2 separate regions of the Gossypium arboreum genome follow, and region 2 is linked to region 1. The links are chromatin contacts, called in public Hi-C maps. All regions are on one chromosome and are shown on one strand. The core of a region is the stretch at or near the end of the contact, and the rest is flanking DNA. Distances in the headings are between cores, read along the strand shown.

Region 1 (3,465 bases), core at 144-2,643:
GCCAGCCAAGCACTCTTTTTAGGGTTTATTTACCCTTTAAAGACCCCCAATTTTGGTTCTCTAGCTATTTGACACCCTTAGCTATCAAAATAGGACTTTTGCACTTTATGTGATTTAGTCCTTTTTCGCGATTAAGTTCTCAAATGCTAAAATTAATTCACCAAATTTTTCATGCACCTTTATAATCATGCCATCACACATAAAATAATATTAAAATAATTTCTATGACTTTGGAATAATGGTTCCGTAACCACTGTTCCAACTAGCCCCAAAATCGGGCTGTTACAGGATGTCTGTCACATGATAGATTTTGTGTTTCATTTGACTTGATAGGATAAAAAAATTGAGCCCATGTGATGTTTGGTGACCAACAACTTCATGTTCCCAATGAAGAGTAGGCCCCTCGTTACTAAGATGGTCACTCTAGAAGGGTGAGTACTTAGTGGTCTCTCAGCTTTCTGGTGGCAGACTTACTGCTCAGGTGCCTTTTTTGCTAGCCACGTGTCTTTGATACGAATGGGGTATAACAATTGATGTAAGGCATAAAGATAAGTTTAGCCCTTAGCGTTTACTCTTTTTTTTTCCATTTTGGCATTTTTTTTGTCATTTTGGCTCTCAACCTTTAAATTTTAGTTAAATTACTTGCTTTTAGGCAGAAAATCTGACTAAACTGTTAAAATTTTAATGATATTGACGTGGTAGCTCATGTGGCATTTTACGTATACTTCACTGCTACTAAAGATAAATTTTTGTAAACCGTTTAGTCAATTTTCCATCCAAAAGCAAACAATTTGACTAAATTTAAAAATTAAAAGGCCAGAATTACCCCCTAAAAAAAGAATAAGGGCTAAAATGACAAAATGAATAAAAAAGAGACTAAACTTTGCCATAAAGTAATAGCCATGTAATATATAATAAATTATGAGACATTCACAATATGAGTAAAAATAAAGTTATGTAATAAATATATTTGTAACATTGAAATAAAAATCTCTTTCAAAATAATATAATTTATTTTGAAAAGTAAGGTATTTTATTTGAAAAAATGTTATATAACAGTAAGGCAAAACTCAAAAGAATTCACAAATAAATTTCAGCCACAAATTTTAATATTTCTTAATTTTATTTTTTAAATATTTTTTAAGATTTAATATCAAATTTTAATATTTATTGTTTAGAATTCAATCATATTTAAGGTTTAGATTTTTTTACTTCTTTGTTTCTTTAATTTTTTTGTTTTTATATATTTAGAGTTTTATAATTTTATAAAATATTTAATTAATATTAAAATTTATATTAAATATAAGTAAAAATAAATTATAAATATAAAATTCTACTATTAAATCGAAAAGAAATAAGGGCTTATATTTGGCAGTGAAATTGATTGAATTTTAGGGACTGTTAAAAGGAAGTCTTTCCCTTTTTATTTTTATTTCAATTAAGTTGATAGTGGGTTAATTCGAGTGCAACTCAACTATGGGTTAAAGTATAGATATACGGTACGGGTGGCGGCTGGGTTTGTTTCAGAAGCATCGTCTCCCGACCCGGTCCGGCTTATCCAAGCTATAGCAACGTTAAGGGTAAATGTAAGATTGGAGACAATTTGTCGTCCCGCTTTTTAAATCAGCCACCAAATCTGAATCGTTACCTCCCCACCTATTTGGCTATTTCCAATCTCAGGAATCGTCTTCTTCGCTAAAACCCTCCTTAAGCCCTAACTTCTTTTTTTTTGCCGAAATACCCCATGTCTCCCTTGGGATCCCAATGAAGCGCGTTCTAAAAATCTCAGACGCTGCAGCAGCCCAATCGGAGAAGCTGCTATTGAATCTCCACAGGCACCCTTCGAAACCCAAATCTTTAATCTCACTTTCGAGTGCTACTCCAAGATCCTCCCTTTTCAGATTTTATGGAGACACTGTTGCCCCTGCCACGCATGCTCCCCTGCCCAATAAAGTCCCCGTTAATGTTATCAGCTTGTTCATTGAAAAGCTTTCTCTGGCAGACTCCCAACGCCGCCCCAAACAGGAATTGATGCAGAAAGTGTTTCAGCTCAGAATGGAATTGGTTAACGGTGTTTATTCTTCAGGGGAAGTGGTCCAGATTTTGGAGGGGAGAGGTGATTGGTTACTTGGGTGTTATGAATATCAGGGTGGTGTGCCTGCGCGTACCAAAGAAACCGATGACCGTGCTTTTTCAGAGTTATTGAAAAATCTGTGTTCTTGGCCTAATTTGGCATTGGAGGTATGTTTTTCTAATTTTCTTCTTTTTTGTTTGGATTTAGGATGAAATATTTTCTGGGTTTTTGTTTTTGTTGTGAGGGGGGGGGGGGTTTGAAGCTCCATGGTAGACATTGGTATATGTTGGATATATGTTTTCATAGTAGACTGTTCCTTCAGGTATTTAATTGGAGGAGAAGAAAGATAGAACAAGGTTATCCCATGACGTCGGAAGAATATGCTAGTGGCATCACTATTGCTGGTAGGATTGAGAATGTAGATCTTGCTGTTGAGCTCTTTTCCGAGGCTGATAGTAAGCGGCTCAAGACAACTTCTACCTACAATGCGTTAATGAGTGCCTATATGTTCAATGGTCTCATTGACAAATGCCAATTAGTGTTTCGGAATCTAAAAAAAGAACCGTATTGTAGTCCCTCAATTGTAACTTATAACATTCTTATATCAGTCTTTGGTCGTTTGATGCTGATTGATCACATGGAGGCAGCATTTCAGGAGATTCAACATTTAAATCTCTTCCCTAATGTAAGTACCTATAACAATTTAATTGCTGCATATGTGACTGCTTGGATGTGGGATCGGATGGAAAGAACTTTCCATTTGATGAAGGCTGGACCAGTTAAGCCTGATATTGATACTCACTTGCTTATGCTTCGAGGATATGCACACTCAGGGAAATTGGATCAAATGGAAGAGACATACCAAATGTTAAAGCATCAGGTGGATGTCAAAACCCCATTGATCAGAGCCATGATATGTGCATATTGCAAGAGTTCAGTCAAGGATAGGACTAAAAAGGTTGAGGAACTGTTAAGGCTAATTCCAGAAGATGAATACAGGCCTTGGTTACATGTGTTGTTGATTAGACTTTATGCTCAGGAGAATAATTTAGAGAATATGGAGAAGTTTATTGACGAGGCTTTTGAGCTCAAGGCCTCTGTATTTACTGTTCCTGTAATGCGTTGCATTATCAGTACTTATTTCCGTTACAATTCAGTGGACAAACTGGCAAGTTTTATAAAGCGCGCAGAATGTGCTGGATGGAGAATCTGCAGGTCTTTGTATCATTGCAAAATGGTCATGTATGGCTTACAGATGCGCTTGGAAGAAATGGAGAATGTCCTTAATGAGATGAATAATGTCCGCATCAATCACACTAAAAAGACATTTCTCATATTGTACAAGGCATACTTAATGTGTGGTAAAAGACATAAGGTTGAGACTGTAGTGG
Region 2 (3,745 bases), core at 390-2,889, 230 kb before region 1:
TTCACATCACAAAGTTTGTTTAAATTAAAAACATGATTGGATATCACTGAATCATCTCATATATGCAAATATTAATTAACCATATCCAGTAAGAACTCACAAGATGGCGCTGATCAGGGGAAAGGGATGTGTCAGTAACAGTCCAACGCAAACTTTTGGCAAGAATGTTCTTCTGAACTTTCCAGCCTCTATCCACATTGTATATTCTAATATCGCTTCCCTGAAACCAAAATTCACAATCAAATCAAATCAAGCCAATTACTAGCTACAGTCCAATGAATTCAATGTCAATCCGATCAATGATCAGATATAAGACAAGCAACACTACCTGAAACCCAGCAACGAATAGAGAACCATCAGCTGAAAATTGAGAAACATAGGCTCGGCTGGTCATCTGGTCCGCAAGCCAAGGACCATTTACCGGCAAATATCGGCTAATCATGTGACAACGATCTGCTGATGAGAATCCTCCTCTTCTTGAATAATTACCTTCTCGACCTGCCAACATTTTCACTGGGGAAACAGGTAATTTTTTCTTTCCTGGCATGAGTTGATGCAATCGTTCATTAGGCACTGATTTAAGGTTTGTAAGCTGGGCAATCTCGTGGTCTACTTTACAGAATGGTTTGTCGGACCTGTTACTGCAACCAGCTTCACTGGTGACATTACCGCCTTCAAACAACTCAGATTCTATCTCCAGCCTACTCATGGCATACCCCATTTCAACAATGGCAACCCACAGGCTGTAACAAACATTTTCAATATAAAAGCACTACAGAAACTTTTACATGTGCATAAACACTCATACATATATGTACATATCTAGTAAACCTTCATATCAAAGGATATTTTGTTCAGTTCTTAATATTTCAAACCTGAAAAGAAAAAGAAAAAACATGTAGAAAAACAAAAAGAGATTTGTAATTGACAAATCATGTTAACTGACCCGGTTGAAATCACATGCATACCAATAAAAAGAGTAGAAAAAGCCCAAAATTAAGACAACTGTTAATTGACTCTGGTTAGGATCATAACTAAATATAACATCTTTGTGTCCTCTATCACGTTGAATTGAGTGATAAGCATAAGCTAGGAATTAAACCAAACCCAATTCGTTTATTAATAAAAAAAAAAAAAACCAATTCTAAATACAAAACAAAAGGCAAACTTTCATCTATACTGACTTAGAATTTGTCACAATTACGAGCACCAATTCAAATTGTCAGGAAAGAACAGAATACATGCAAAACAAAAAGAGCATCCAATGATTCGACCGTCAAACAAAGGAAAACCCAAAATTTCTTGAACATACAAGTAACAACTAAGAAGGCAGCTGCATGGTAAAAGGAATGATTATAAAAAAATAAATAAAAATTAAAAGAAAACTTAAGACAAAGTGGATAAGAGTGAAGTGTGAAGGCTTAGCTTTACCTAATAATTGTGTTACGGAGTGTTGAAGCCTTGGATTTTGCTGAGATTCAGTCAGACTGAGATTAACAGTTAGCCCGTAATGTTTATATTTTATTTGTTTTCTTATTGGGGGAAAATTACATATATTCTGAGTCACGAGTTAGGGTGGTTGATGATTTGAGCGGCCGCAATGTGCACACCTAATCCCTTTACATCTTCACACGTGTTCATTTGTAATGGCCTTTTGTAATGTATTTATTTCTCTTAAAAGTTAAATCTGCATCTCGTATGTGGCTAAACAAGGCCTATACGCCAATTTTATTTTTTAATCGCGGATTTTAACTTTAATTAGAGAAATATGTTGTTTCTAAGAAAGAGTTTAAAAGCGTGTTTAGTTTAGCGTATTTTTACATAATTTACAAGAATGTACGTCTAACTGAATGCGTTTTTCTTTTAAGGGTATATTCTTCATTGCTTTTGGGATGAATTTTTTAAAAAAAAAGTAATTTTCTCTTAAAAATAATGAAGAACACATATCATTGGGGCAACTTTTTTAACTTTTGGGATGAGCTTTTTTAGAGATGAAAAAGCAGTAAATTTTAACTTTTTCAGCCAAAAAGCACTTTTGGCTATTATTTTACCTTTTTAACCTTACTTTTTGATTTAAAATGTGTTTAATGCTATTATTTTGTGTTTTAAAATGTGTTTGATGCTATTATTTTGTGTTTTCTTTCTTGGTTATTTAATATGATTTTTACAAATGTGTTAAAAGCATTAATTAAAAATAAAAATATTTTTAAAATAATATAATTGTGTCAATATCTAATTACAAATATTTAATTATTATATTTAAATATTTAAATATAGTTTATATATTCTAATTAAATTTAATAAATAATTAATATTAATTACTTAGAAATATTTAAAATTAATATTATATATTAAAATATTAACAATAAGTTATAATAAATTATTTTTTATATTTTTACTAAAATATCATAATATTAACTAATTTGAACATTATTTAAATACATATTTGTTACTTTATAATATCATGTCTAAAATGGACATTTTACTTTTCAAAAGACTTTTTGACAAAGAATATCAAACACTTAAATTTTTCTAAAACACTTCTCAAAAGTACTTCTCAAAAGCACTTTTCTACAGCACTTTTCAAAAGTACTTTTCAAAAGCAATGAAGAACTGGCCCTAAGTAGCAATTTTTAACTTTTTTATTATTAGTATCTTTGATTAGATGTTTAAATGTTAGATGGTTTTGTTCTTAGGTCTCAAGTTCTATTCCTCTCCCATTTATATTTATATTTTTTATTTCATGTTATTTTAAGCTTTTTCTTCTTTTTTAATGAATGTTTTTAACATGTTAGCTTCTTCGGTTGAATGGTTAAATAATAATGCTTTCATCATTAAGCTTCTTCGGTTGAATGGTTAAATAATAATGCTTTCATCATTGAGACTCAAGTTCAATTCTCATTTTCTAAACACATTTTTAATTTTTATTTCATATCGTTTCAAGTTTTTTATTTTATTTTAATTTATCTTTTTAATTAATAACTTTTTTATTCATAAAATCAAATAATTATTACAAATATAATTATTTTAGTAAATATTGTTAGATTTGTAAAATAAATCTAAAATAAAACCTGAATAAACTAGGATCTATCATGTCAAATCATCAAGAATAAATCAAGAATAAAACTATACGCGAAAACATACTTGAATCCATGAATTCCTTAAAGTTTTACTGGATCTTGAGGATTTGATCTTTCAAATTAGCACACAAGAAATTTAGAGAATATCTGCTCTCTCTTTCTTAATAATGAGATATTAGAAAAGATATCTTGTTGTGTAATTTGGGGACCATAACCCTAATATTTATAACCTTGGCATATTAGTTCTAGTTCCTAATTAGCCTATCATTAATTAAAATTTGATTAGAATTCAATTATTAGAGTATCTACACATATTTAACACATACTTTATTTAATAATTAAAGCCCAATAAAATTCTAACCAAATTAGATCACTTTTAATTTGGGCTAACTTATCATGATAGTAAATAATAACATGTAATTACCTTTATTATATATGTGATGCCCATATTTTCCAACGATCTCTCACTTGGACCACATATATATACTAATTACTCTATAATTACATGTCATTATACAACCTTATGAGTTCAAAATTTTACTATCATATCCAAAAGGCATTCCGAACAATCTTGTCCATTAATTATGTTAACATAGAACCAATGCGACTTTTGTTACATATATCGTAACTAAATCCATCCATGATCACGTATATTAACACAATCA

The links. A called contact is a pair of places that touch in the nucleus more often than the background predicts.
Region 2: a Hi-C map of leaf shows a contact between it and region 1, with 6 times the contacts expected there. The contact joins the promoter of LOC108453373 here to the promoter of LOC108453834 in region 1. A contact is called at or near these places in 2 of 5 Hi-C or Micro-C datasets (both in leaf).

Annotation. Positions count from the first base shown.
Region 1 is chr8:127,440,346-127,443,810 of ASM2569848v2, reverse strand. LOC108453834 (pentatricopeptide repeat-containing protein At2g30780) reads left to right here and starts at 1,393. Exons shown (of 3, transcript XR_001866645.2): 1 at 1,393-2,241; 2 at 2,397-3,465.
Region 2 is chr8:127,672,864-127,676,608 of ASM2569848v2, reverse strand. It overlaps LOC108453373 (LEC14B homolog), which reads right to left and starts at 1,639. Exons shown (of 10, transcript XM_053018004.1): 1 at 1,432-1,639; 2 at 329-701; 3 at 101-220. The coding sequence starts at 547.